2 separate regions of the Sus scrofa genome follow, and region 1 is linked to region 2. Evidence: chromatin contacts called from public promoter capture Hi-C data. All regions are on one chromosome and are shown on one strand. Each heading gives the region's core, a stretch centred on a gene start, on an enhancer-like site or on the middle of the called end of the contact. The rest is flanking DNA. Distances are from core to core; before and after follow the strand shown.

Evidence for each region. Promoter capture Hi-C pulls out the DNA fragments that hold promoters and counts their contacts.
Region 1: a contact with region 2 is called in a promoter capture Hi-C map of fetal liver, with 2.5 times the contacts expected there. The contact joins the promoter of WASHC4 here to the promoter of KANSL2 in region 2. A contact is called at or near these places in 1 of 5 promoter capture datasets (fetal liver), 1 of 47 Hi-C or Micro-C datasets (heart right ventricle) and 1 of 2 datasets of contacts at active chromatin or transcription factors (alveolar macrophages).

What each region holds. Positions count from the first base shown.
Region 1 is chr5:79,472,945-79,479,303 of Sscrofa11.1, forward strand. WASHC4 (WASH complex subunit 4) reads right to left here and starts at 1,711. Exons shown (of 34, transcript XM_021092625.1): 1 at 1,557-1,711. The coding sequence starts at 1,617.
Region 2 is chr5:79,301,366-79,307,221 of Sscrofa11.1, forward strand. It overlaps KANSL2 (KAT8 regulatory NSL complex subunit 2), which reads right to left and starts at 4,203. Exons shown (of 10, transcript NM_001244880.1): 1 at 4,158-4,203; 2 at 3,327-3,585; 3 at 1,731-1,909; 4 at 1,014-1,128. The coding sequence starts at 3,577.

The sequences.
Region 1 (6,359 bases), core at 461-2,960, 170 kb after region 2:
GATTCGACCTCTAGCCTGGGAACTTCCACATACCACAGGTGCGGCCCTAAAAAGAAAAAATGTCCATTCAGCCTGTTTGAGAATTCATAAAATAACAGGCAAGAGAAAATCTGTAATAATATTAAAGTTCCTTACTGATAACAGTTTTAAAACTGATAAGAGTGATTCGAAAGAACTCCACAGTGATTCTTCGAGAGTAAAATTCTATTTACATGCTTATCTCTTCCAAAAGACTGAATTCCTCGTTTTATCTTTGTATCCCTAATATCTACCATAGGTGCTGGTATGCGGAAAATGCCTGCGTGAATCATTTTCAAACCCCAATCATACTTTCATTCCACTATTTTGCAGACACTAGACTAGGGAGTCTCTGTCCGTAAAACTTCATACATGACAAGGTGCAGTTCACTTTAACAGTGAATATAGAATCTTCCCCATAAAAAAGTTAAAGAATTTTGTTATTACCAACAGGTCTGGTTTTTCACGGTGCATAAGAGCTAACAACTTACAGAATGTTTTGTGAAAAACCGAATCCTGAATTAAACTCAGACCGCTTTGAGTAGTTAATAAAACCTAATTATATCTAATTTGTTTTTGTAAAATTATGCAAAAATCACACGTAATCTTTTAAAATTATGTTCACCTTCTGAAAAACCTACATTAAAAAAAAACATTCTAGCAGTATGTCCCAAAATCTCTTTTATCACCTATAAAAATTAATACCACCAATGGCAAGAAACAGGTTGCCAATTTGTATTCATCTTAAGCAGCGTTTCACCAAAATAATTTGGCATCTAAACTTTGCTCCATGAAACTGAATTTGTTAAGTTTTGGGGGGTTAGACTTATAAGGTAAAATGAGACAACTCAATTTTACATAGTAAAAGCTGAAGTAGACTTACTATAATTTCTGAAACCTTTCTAGGTGCGCTGAAAACTACAGGACAACACTGAAAAAGACCACTTAACATAAATAAAAGACCTCGAGGGAGATAAACTGACATTCGCGTGTATATATTTTACCGCGTGAAGAGTTCTTTTTCACTATCTTCTACAGTAATAATAATATGAATGAAAAAAAACACTCAAACTTCCACAAGTTGGTTTGGGAGGAAAAAGAAGAAAAACAGGAAACCGAAACAGGAACCCGGACTTCAGCCTCACTTAGAACTGAACGTTCTGAGGATCTGGTTAAAGCCCCAGAGGCCAGAGTCGCGGCGGCCTCCCCTCCCCGGGGTCCTGGCCTCCCGGGCGCGCCCCGTCAGGGCCCGCGGCTGCACAAAGTGGACGCCGCGCCCACTGGCCACTGCGGTCGCCCCAGGACAGTCACCGCCCAAATAGCCAAGCCCTGGCCTGGCCAGCCTGAGCCACCATCGCGTGGACTCCCAACCCCGAAAGTTACGTTTGGAAGGCGTCCCTCTCACACCCTAAGGCGCAGAAAGTATCCCGAACCCGGGGGCTACGCGCCGCTCCAAGAGCCCTCCTGCACAAGCGCTGCCCTGGCTGAGGCGGGATGGGGAGCGCCCACCCGCAGTCCTTGCCCTGCCGCTCCCTTACTCTGTGAGCCGTCGTCAACGCGGTCGAACTCCCAGTCCGGGGACAGCGTCTCTACCGCCATCGCACCGGCGCCTCCCACAGTCACAGCCCCAACCAGCCTGAGCTACAACGGCGGCCTCACCCCGGCGGCTGTCATAGCACGTGACTTCCGGCCCGGGCTCCGCCCCTCGCTCGCAAGGGCCAGCCGGGCCCAATGCCCCTGCCGGGCCGCGGGGACCGCTGGGAAAGCGAGTCCTCCGCGGTGGCAGAAAGCGATGGCCATGGCGGCGGCGGCGGTGCTTGCGGTGTCCTCCCGCTGCTACTTCGGCCTCGCCACCATTCAGTTCATGTCTCACGCCCCATCGTTATCTTCACTTTCGCTCTACTGTCTCCAAGCCATTTTTATACCAGGGGAATTTATCCCCCAGTCTAGCCTGAAAAGCACAAAATTGATGGAGCGGCGGCTGAACAAGAAGGTGTGGTCCTCGAGGACGTGGCTGTCCAAGCGCTTCTTCCAAGAAGCCCGTACAGCCAACGCCTTCCCGGTCGCCCCTGTCGGAGCTCTTTCAGCTCTTGTCCTGCACACCTTTTCTTGAGTTGGAGGGGGGGAAGGTGTTCAAGAGAAGGGGTTACTTTATGAACACTTAAGCGAGGAATTTTACTTCTCTGCTTATCTTGTTCTCTTGGGCTCTCTACCCACCTCCTCTAAAAAGGCAGGGCGGGGACGACGGAGTGGAGAAGAAAAGCTGTTTTGAGTTCTAAAATGCGCCTACCTACCAAGTGGCTTTTTGGTGATCAGATCTATGTTACCCAGTAATGCTGCATGTGTACAGGTAATTGCATGGCAGTGTTCACTACGGCATGGTTTTTAATAGTAGTAAGGAGATTTAAATGTCAATCAATAGGGAGTAAATACATAAAGTTTAATATGTGCATACTACGAAATGCTAGATCGGTGTTAAAAGAAATGAAGTAGATTTATAGAGACACCAGAAACTGACAGAAGGTAGCTGCAGAATAATGTGTATTTGTGGTTACATTTGTATTTTTCTACAAACGTGTACTTGCATGTGTGCATGTAAATACTAAGAGAACTCAAATCACTCTCAACAGGAAGTCAACTGGAAAAGAGTAAGTGTTGGTTATTAGTGAATTTTCAAGTTTTATTGTGACTACCTATGTCTTTAATTTTTAACAATAGGAATTTTTTTAATGTCTTCTGTAATCTTATAAAGGACCAAAAATAATTAACTTTATCAAAGCAAGTAAGCAGTTTCTTGAAGAGTTTTCCCTGAGGCCGGTGAATCTACAGTAGGTCAAATATTTGAATGCCCACTATGTACCAGACACAATCCTAGATGCAGAGATTATTATGAAAAAGCAGATGAGAAAAGTGGATCCCACCCCCATGGGGTGCTTGATGTCTTCTTGGGCATTTTAGAAAAGAAAAGAGGAAGAGGAGTTCCCATCGTGGCGCAGTGGTTAACGAATCCGACTAGGAACCATGAGGTTGCGGGTTCAGTCCCTGCCCTTGCTCAGTGGGTTGGCGATCCGGCGTTGCCGTGAACTGTGGTGTAGGTTGCAGACACGGCTCGGATCCCACGTTGCTGTGGCTCTGGCATAGGCCGGTGGCTACCGCTCCGATGAGACCCCTAGCCTGGGAATCTCCATATGCCGCGGGAGCGGCCCAGGAAATAGCAACAACAACAACAACAAAAGACAAAAAGACAAAAAAAAAAAAAAAAAGAAAAGAGGAAGAAAACTTGAAAATAGCAGGTAACATCAGTACCTAACGGCTGGCACACTTTTTTCCTTTTACTACCCATGTGATCATGAGTTTGACTTTGCTGTATTCTTCACATTTGTCTTAATCACTGTAATTAATCTCCCAATAGCTCATTATGATACATTGAAATCACAAGTCAGAGCAATTTGAATCTGCATATTCACTAATCTATTAAATCAGGGCAACAGGAAGTGTAATGTAGTAATTAAAAGCACAGATTCTACAGTCAAATTGTGTTGATCCGAATCATAGCTCTGCCACTTACTAGCCATGGGATATTGGGCCAAATAATTTAATCTCTGCCTCAGTTTCCTCATTTGTAAAGTGAGAATAATAATGGTAAGCTCTTAAAGGATTATTATAAATGCTGAGGTCTTAGTGAACTTATTTCTTTTTTCCTTTTCTTTCTTTAGGCTGCACTTGCAGCATGCAGAAGTTTCCCAGGCCAGGGATCGAACCAGTGCCGCAGCTTCAGCCTATGCCACAGCTACGGCAACATCAGGTCCTTAACTTGATGTGCCATAAGGGAACTTCCTGAACGTATTTCTTAATGTACATTTAAAATATGTTTCCTACAATAGGAAAATCTCTGGTGAAAGCTCACTAAAGACATTTTTCTTAGTAATTTGTCGGAATACGATGTGTACCTGTCAAGAAGATACCCAATCTGTTCATTCATATATTTCTTTACAAAATAATCTAACCTGGAAAAGAATCTGGGTCTTCCTAACCATACCATTTTACTATAGACCCATGAGAGATCTTTTCTCTCCATTGTCCACACACTGAGTGAAGTTCCTCAAAACCTGTCTGATCAGAGAATGTTCTACTTTAAGTCCTTCAGTGAATCCCATTGTCCTTGGCATGGAGTTTATGCTTCACAGGATATAACATAAGGTTTCCCATCTGCCCTCTTATTATTCTCTAAACTTTCTGCCTCATCTATTCCCCAGTTTATACCCACTTTGCTCTGCTGAGGTACCAAACCATTTGCAGTTTCTCAAACAGGTCCTGCTGCCTCTGACCTTCTTGAGTTTACACATGCCAATCCATCCCTTAGACAAGAGCGTGCCGTCCAGGCGTGGTCCCCCAACCAACTATAATGTTGTCAAGAGTTAGTTCAGGAGATCCCTGGTGGCCTAGCGGTCAAGGATCCAACATTGTCACTGCTGTGGCTCAGGTTACTGCTGTGGCTTGGGTTTGATCCCTGGCCTGGAAACTTCCACATGGTGAGGGCAGAGAGAAAAAGAAAAAAATAGTTCAGACATTAATTTTTCTATCAGAGATTAATTGCCTCCCAAGACACATTTTCCTTTCTTCCCACTAACAGAAACCAGCTTTTGGTTGGACCATGGCCACCCAAATCAAAGATTGCCTTTCCCAGCTTTGCCTGTAGTCAGGTGTGGTCGTACCATTAAGTTCTGGCCAATGAGATTTAGAATAATTAGGAGGGGGAAAAAAGGAATAAGGGGAGATTAGGTGTGATAGTAAAGATAGCAGCATCTAACAGTTATTCTGCATTTACAATGTCCCAGGGAGCATTTTAAGTCTTTATATATATTACTTTATTTAATCCTCATAAGACTGAGGTTCAACCCTCTGACCATCAGTGGGTTTATCATGTGTTAGGTTTCCACATGTATATAAGTCTGTGTTATTGGACAATTCATCCATCCCTATGCCCAAAACTCCAGTCTTAATTACAACAGCTTTTTAAGTGTTGGTATCTAGTAAGGCAAGCCCCACACCTGGTTCCTCCTAAGGAATATTTTTATTTTTGATTCTTTGATTTTCCAAATACATTTTAAAGTCCACATTTGTGGACTTCCATGGGAAACCCTGTTGGAATTTTGATTGGGATTGCGCTAAATCAATTTAGTGAGAGTAGATCTCTCTAGTGGTGTTGAGTCTTCCTAAGATTATTATTTATTCAGGTTCTCCTTAATGTCTTTCAATAAAAGTTTATGATTTTCTCTATAAATTTCCTGGAATCTTTTGTTAGACTTAAACTAAATCTGCTTTCAATGGTTGCTCTTATAAATAGCATCTTTTTAAATGTTTTCTAACAGTTTCTTGCAAGTATATCAAAATAATAGATTTATAGATACTAAACTTATATGCCGCCACCCTGCTAAATTCTCCTTTTAACTGTAACAATTTGTAGATTCTTTTGCATTTTCTACATAGTTATATCGTCTGTGTGTAATGATGCTTTGGTTTTTCCTTTTTAATCCTGATGTATTTTTCTTATTGTCTTTCTGCATTCTTCAGAATCTGTTCAATGCCGAATAGAAGTGGTGATAGCAGACATCTCTGTCTTGCTCCTGATTTTTTGAAGGAAGTGCATACATGCAAGTTTTGGTCATGAAAAGAAAGATGTTTGCTATAGTTTTTTTTGTTTGTTTTTGTTTTTGTTTTTTGTCTTTTTGCCATTTCTTGGGCCGCTACCGTGGCACATGGAGATTCCCAGGCTCTGGGTCGAATTGGAGCTGTAGGCTCTGGCCTACGCCAGAGCCACAGCAACACGGGATCCAAGCCTTGTCTGCAACCTACACCACAGCTCACGGCAATGCTGGATCCCCAAGCCACTGAGCAAGGCCAGGGATCGAACCCGCAACCTCATGGTTCCTAGTTGGATTCATTAACCACTGTGCCACGACGGGAACTCCTGCTATAGTTTTTTTAAATGTACATTTCATCAAGATAAAAATAAAGTCTCCTTCTAGTTTCGTTTTGCAAAAGGCGTGTTGGGATTTTATTTGTTTAATATTTATAAATGCACATTGTTTAGAGCAGTGATTAGAAAACTACAGCTCAATCCAAATCAAGTCTATTTTTACACAGCCCATAAACTATGAATGATTTTTTTCATTTTTCAAATGAAAAGAAAAAATATTTTATGACAACTGAAATTACATAAAATTCAAATTTCAGTGTCTATTAATAAAGTTTTATTGGAATGCGGCAATATCCATTTGTTTATGGATGGTCTATGGTGCTTGTGCACCACAAAGTCATCGTTAAGTAGTTGCAACAGA
Region 2 (5,856 bases), core at 2,953-5,452:
TGCCAAACAGCAGTTTGGCATTTCTGGAACAATGGAGGGGGGACAAGGCGGTATGTATATATATGTGTGTGTGTGTACACACACATGCGTGCATGCGTGTTTGTATGTATGTATGTCCTTGCTATAAAGTTTCTACTTAGAGAATCCTTCTAGAAACTTTCCTTCTCAAATTATTTTTATGGACTTTCCATACAACTACCTCCTGAATACCTGACTACACTTAGATTACTTATATAGATGAATTACTCTACTGAGAAAATGTAACCCTAAGTGACTTCTTATAAATTTTAGAATCCAAGGAATGAAGAAAATGTTATTCTAAGAATGTGTTAAACAGTTAAGTCAGGAAGTTCATTACCCCCCACTATTTAGAGTTCTTCCACTTAAACTGTCAGTAGAAAGTGTTAAGATACAGAAGTCAGAAAGAAAACAAAAACAAAAACCTAAGCTAAACCCAAGCCACAAGACATAGAAATGTGAGATTTTGGAGTGGTCTACAATTCCTCAAGTGATCATGAGTTAAGCAGGATCTTAGTAAGATATAATTAGGTTGATTACTCACTGCTGGGTTTCTAAATCAGTTCTCTTTTTTAGACATGAAACCAAAAGCTCCTGCACACCTTTTAATTTTCCTTAAACAAATAAATACATAAAACAGAACTTAGGGGAAAAAAAGTACTCAAATATAATCACTTTATTATTCCTGAGGTTTAAGCCAAGAACCAATTCACATCAATTTTCTCCTCTCTAACTTGATCTCTACCCATCTCCCCCCCCCATGTCCAAAAACTTTTCCAAATTACAAGACTCCTAAAAAAGAATCAAATCCTGCCCTGAAGGAAGCAAGATGGTGATGAACGATGACACACTTTAATATGCAGAAGCTATTTTGCTCGCCAACAGCTAAGCTATTTTCAACCCTCCTGGTTATTAATCCATTAACAGCATGCAGTACTATATTCCACATACTAAACACTAAAACATTTAAAGCCTTATGTGGAGTTACAACTTACTTTAGGGGATCTTCTTGATCACTGTCTATGCTATCAGCTTCACTGTCAGGGTCACCTCTCCATGTCTGATCCACAGTAATGGGTTCCTGCTCCCCATCACTCCAGCTGTCTTCATCTGAGGCAAGGAAGGGAGAGCAGCCATTAAGACTTCCCACCTCTGTAACTCCACCACACAAAACTAGATTAACCCAAATCTTAAATTAGAAAAACTTAGTACAGAGGCACTGGCAAATAAAAATCAGGCATTGTCACTGCCGTAGCTTGTCACTGCTGTGGCGTGGGTTCGATCCCTGCCTGGGAACTTCACGCTGCAGCCAAAAGAAAAAAAAAAAAAAAAAAAAAAGAAAAGAAGGAAAAAAAAATACACCCCAAATATGAATACCTAAAACATTAATGAATTAACTATGCTCTCAAAACAGAAAGGCCAACTCAAAATGATTGTTTCCTGAATTACCTTACCTAACAAAGATGTTAAGTGTAAAAACAGCAATGAAGGAAGCAGTCATAAACTCAAGAAAGTAAACCTAAGCAGATACTACTTAAAACCAGAAAGATTAGTGAACAACACGGCATTCCTGAATTCTCACCAAAGGGCAAATGAATTAACAATAATACTATTTTTATCAAGTGCCAAATATGTTCAAGGCACTGTGCTAAACCAAATTATATTTTTTGTTAACTTTCTTCCTATTTTCTCACCCTAAAGAAGTTTCTTACCCAAAATTCGGCTGGCTTCACTTCGGCTACTTTCTGGAGTCTGAGACCCCAGCTCTGTCTTAGCATATGAGCTCAGCTGGCACAAGAGTGTTTCACCCACAGGCCCTGGATTCGTCTTCTTCATTTGAGCATGAAGTGCTAGAGCATTCCTACGGGCATGTTCAGCACAGAAGGACACCCTAAGGAGATAAAATATTCACGTTTATACTCAGGTTCCTTCCTGAAGGAGTTCAGTGATTTTTAGAGACACTGATCATTAGATTATTTTCAGGAAACTAAAATGACCATTGTCTTCATTTATAAATTAAAAATGTCAATGAGGCAAAATAAATTAACTGGCCCAAGACCAACTCATTTGGTATTACTAAAGGGAAATGCAGGTAACAAAACCTAGTGCTCTACCCATTAAACAAAACATTCCAACTATAAAAACGCTGACATTTCACAACATCATCAGAGATCCACTTCCATCTTTCAAACTGGTTCTGGGAGCTCCCATCGTGGCGCAGCAGAAACTAATCCAACCAGGAACTGGAGGTTTCAGGTTTGATCCCTGGCCTTGCTCAGTGGGTTAAGGATCTGGTGTTGCCACGAGCTGTGGTGTAGGTCAAGACAAGGCTCGGATCCTGAGTTGCTGTGGTTGTGGTATAGGCCGGCAGCTGTAGCTCCATTAGACCCCTAGCCTGGGAACCTCCATATACCATGGGCGCAGTCCTAAAAAGACAAGGGGGAGAAAAAAAAAAAAAAAAAAAAAAGCCTGGTTCTGGAAGGCAACTCTACATTTTACTTCAGTATCAATCCACTGTAGGTAAAAGGATATGAGACACAATTTTAAAATCAAAAGATACAGACAGAATTATCTATGTTCTGCATGGATACTTTTGCTTAATTGATGAAAACCATTAAGTCTTTCCAAGAAGAATACACACACATAAAACGTGCATGGCCAAAAGAGCCATGCAACCTAAGGTTAAGAATAACCCAGAGGGAGTTCCCCTTGTGGCTCCGGTAACAAACCCAACTAGTATCTATGAGGAAGTGTGCTAATCCCTGGCCCCGCACAGTGGATTAAGGATCCAGCATTGCTGTGAGCTGAGGTGTAGGTTGCAGAGATATGGCATGGCTGTGGACCTCTAGTCTAGGAACTTCCATATGCCTCAAGTGCGGCCCAAAAAGGAAAAAGAAAAAAAGAAAAATCTAGAGTGTCCCTTTATTTTACAGGTACCAGAAAAGATCCAAAGACATTTAACGAAGTGGCCCAACTGAGAGTGGTCTCCTTCCAGTTTTCACCATTTTAAAAAGTTCTCCAAGGATATATCCATAACCTCAATGTTACAAGCATGTGACCAAAGAACTGGCCAGCTATTTCCCAGCCCACATCACTTAAAATCTAAAAGAACAGAAGTTCCCTGTACTTTTGTGGCAGGCTGCAGGTTAAGGATCCCGCGTTGTCACCACAGCAGCTGGGGTCGCTGCTGTGATGCTGGTTCCATCCCCGGGCCAAGAACTTCCACATGTCATGGACATGCCCCCAAAAAACAAAAACAAAAACCCACAATGAAAAACATAAAAGTACAGATATCTATACATATATACCCGTCTTTCTTCTCAGGCTTCGGAGCAGCACAAGGACATCTTTTTCCATTCTTTGTGGATATATAACTGCACTGCTTGAAAGGTGCATTCTTGTCTTCAAGGATATGCTTAATGCAAAACTCCTGCCCCTCCAGACGAGGCTGCGAGCATGGGCGATGAGTAAACGAACAAGACAAGGGCTCCTGAGACCTGGGCACTGGGGTGATCCTTCCCCGATTGGTCGGCAAGACGTGGATCCGAATCCTGTTCATACCAAAACCTGCAGGGTCACACAAAAGATCAAAAAGCCCTTCCCGAAAATTCCTGCCCCACAGTAACCAGGCAGACGGCGCGTGGCTTCTAAAAGACAAGCGGAAGTCACGCTCCTTAACTCCCTCCGCCCAGGTCTCCCAGCCCAAGCCTCCCCGGGCATTAGTGAATTTGCCTCACCTCAACTTCCCCCGCCAAGGCCGCCCCACGCCGACCACCACCACGGAGACTGTACGGCCGCCGCACGAGGGGGCCGCGCCACCGCCCGCACGAGGGGCCGCGCCACCGCCGCACGAGGGGCCGCGCCCGCGCCCCCACCCCCGTCTCCGCCTCCCGGCTCGCCGCCTTTGTCCCGGTCCGCCTGAGACCTCACGCCTGGGCCCTGCCCATCCTTGGCGGCGCCTGCAAGCGCCATTTTGTCCTAAGTCTCCGAGCACCGGAGAACCCAAGTCCTGGGAGATTATAAGAGGAGAGCGACCCTGACGTTGATTGAGGGAGCAGGGTAGCAGCTCTGAATGGGGAGAAAGGGCGAAGTAGTACCCCGAAGGCAAAGGCGAAGAGCAAGCAACGCCGCCATCTTACCTCCGCCGCGCGCCGCGCTGCTGCCTTCTGGCCGCGCCAGCCGCTTCTAACGCGGCCCCATTCCTTTCCCGGCTCCCACTCGCTGATTGGGCACGACGCCTACGCCTGTGCGTCACCATTGGCTGAGGCCAGCTACCTATCAAGTCTTAGGGGGCGGGGCGCTAAGAAAAGGCGCGGCTTGGGTGGCTGAGAAGAGCTGTCCGTCATCAACTTGCTCATGAAAGTGAGGCGGAGCTGAGTGCGGGCTCGGGGACCCGCTAGCAGCGCACGGTTTGTCTTTCCACCTCCCCGCATGGCTGATTTTCAGGTCGATTATGGCCGCTTTATCTGTGCACTAGGCCGCAGCTACACCACCACCGTTACACGGTAGGCACAAAATCGACAGGGAGGCCAAAGGATCGTGGTACATTTGACTCTTACTGTTTATACAGTAAAAGGCTTAGTTTTGTGAAAAGTTAATTTACGGAAACATTTTTTGAGTATTTACTGAGTCTGGAAAATTATGTATATAAACATTTCTTTTCAGAACAGTCCTAAAAAGTAGAAGCTATAATCTCCATTTTACAGATAAGATAACAGAGGAACAGAATAGGCTCGTATCTAGTAAACAGGGAATGGAGACAAATTTGAACCAGCCCTCATTCCTTTATTTTTTTTTTTTTTAATACTATTTCTGCCGCACCCGTGGTATATGGAAGTTGGTTGGCCAGGGAATCAAATCTGAACCAGAGCGTCTACCTACATCACAGCTGTAGCAACGCTGAATCCTTAACCCACTGTGCCAGGCTGGAATCACAGGCACCTGCAACAGAGACAAGCCAGATCACTAACCCACTGCTCTATAGCAGGAACTCCACGAACCATTCCCTCATTCTTTATCCCTTTATTCCTGGTCATACAGTGAAAGGCATTGGACTGAGACTTGGTAAATATGAGTTATGGTTGAGGCCTTGATTCTCTAAAATTCTGTACAATACCAAGCTAAATCATGCAGGTATATAGAAAAGGCAGGCACAATTCCAATTTTATCGTCCTTTAAGGCTTTTTAATTAAAGCATCTCTTCTTTCATCTCCACCACACCTCTGGCAGAAATAAAACAATTTGGGATCTTTTTTGCATCCCAAGCTTCACAAGCTCTCCTAGCTGTTGTCAGTTTCATTTAAGTAAGCTATTTTTCCACTACCAATGAGCAGGTGAGCATAGGGAATCTACAATGCTGGGGAACAGCAGTTTAGATAAAAAGAAGTGATTAAAACCAAAATAGGGGAGGGCTTAGAGGTGACTTTTCCCAGGGATTAGGGCAGTCCTAGAAGGCCCTTGCATGAGATTTGTTCATTCAGCAAATATTTACTGAGCACCTAAGTGCCAGCCAGTACAGATATAGAGAGAACAAGAAAGATAATCCTGCTCTTTTGGAGTAAACATTCTAGAGTAGTTTGGGATTACGGATGCAATACAACCATTAAATAGCAACTATGAGTTATATACATATGCTAACCCTCCCAACCCTCATTGGTTATAAACACCCTACAACTCAAAACTAGGGGAGGCAGCCACATTACAAAAAATTGGGGAATCTTCAACCTAATGAGGTGATATCAAAAAGCAAGAGTTTCTGCTGTGATGCAGCAGGTTAAGAATCCAGCATTGTCTCTGCAGTAGCTGGGATTTGATCCCTGGCCCAGGAACTTCCACATG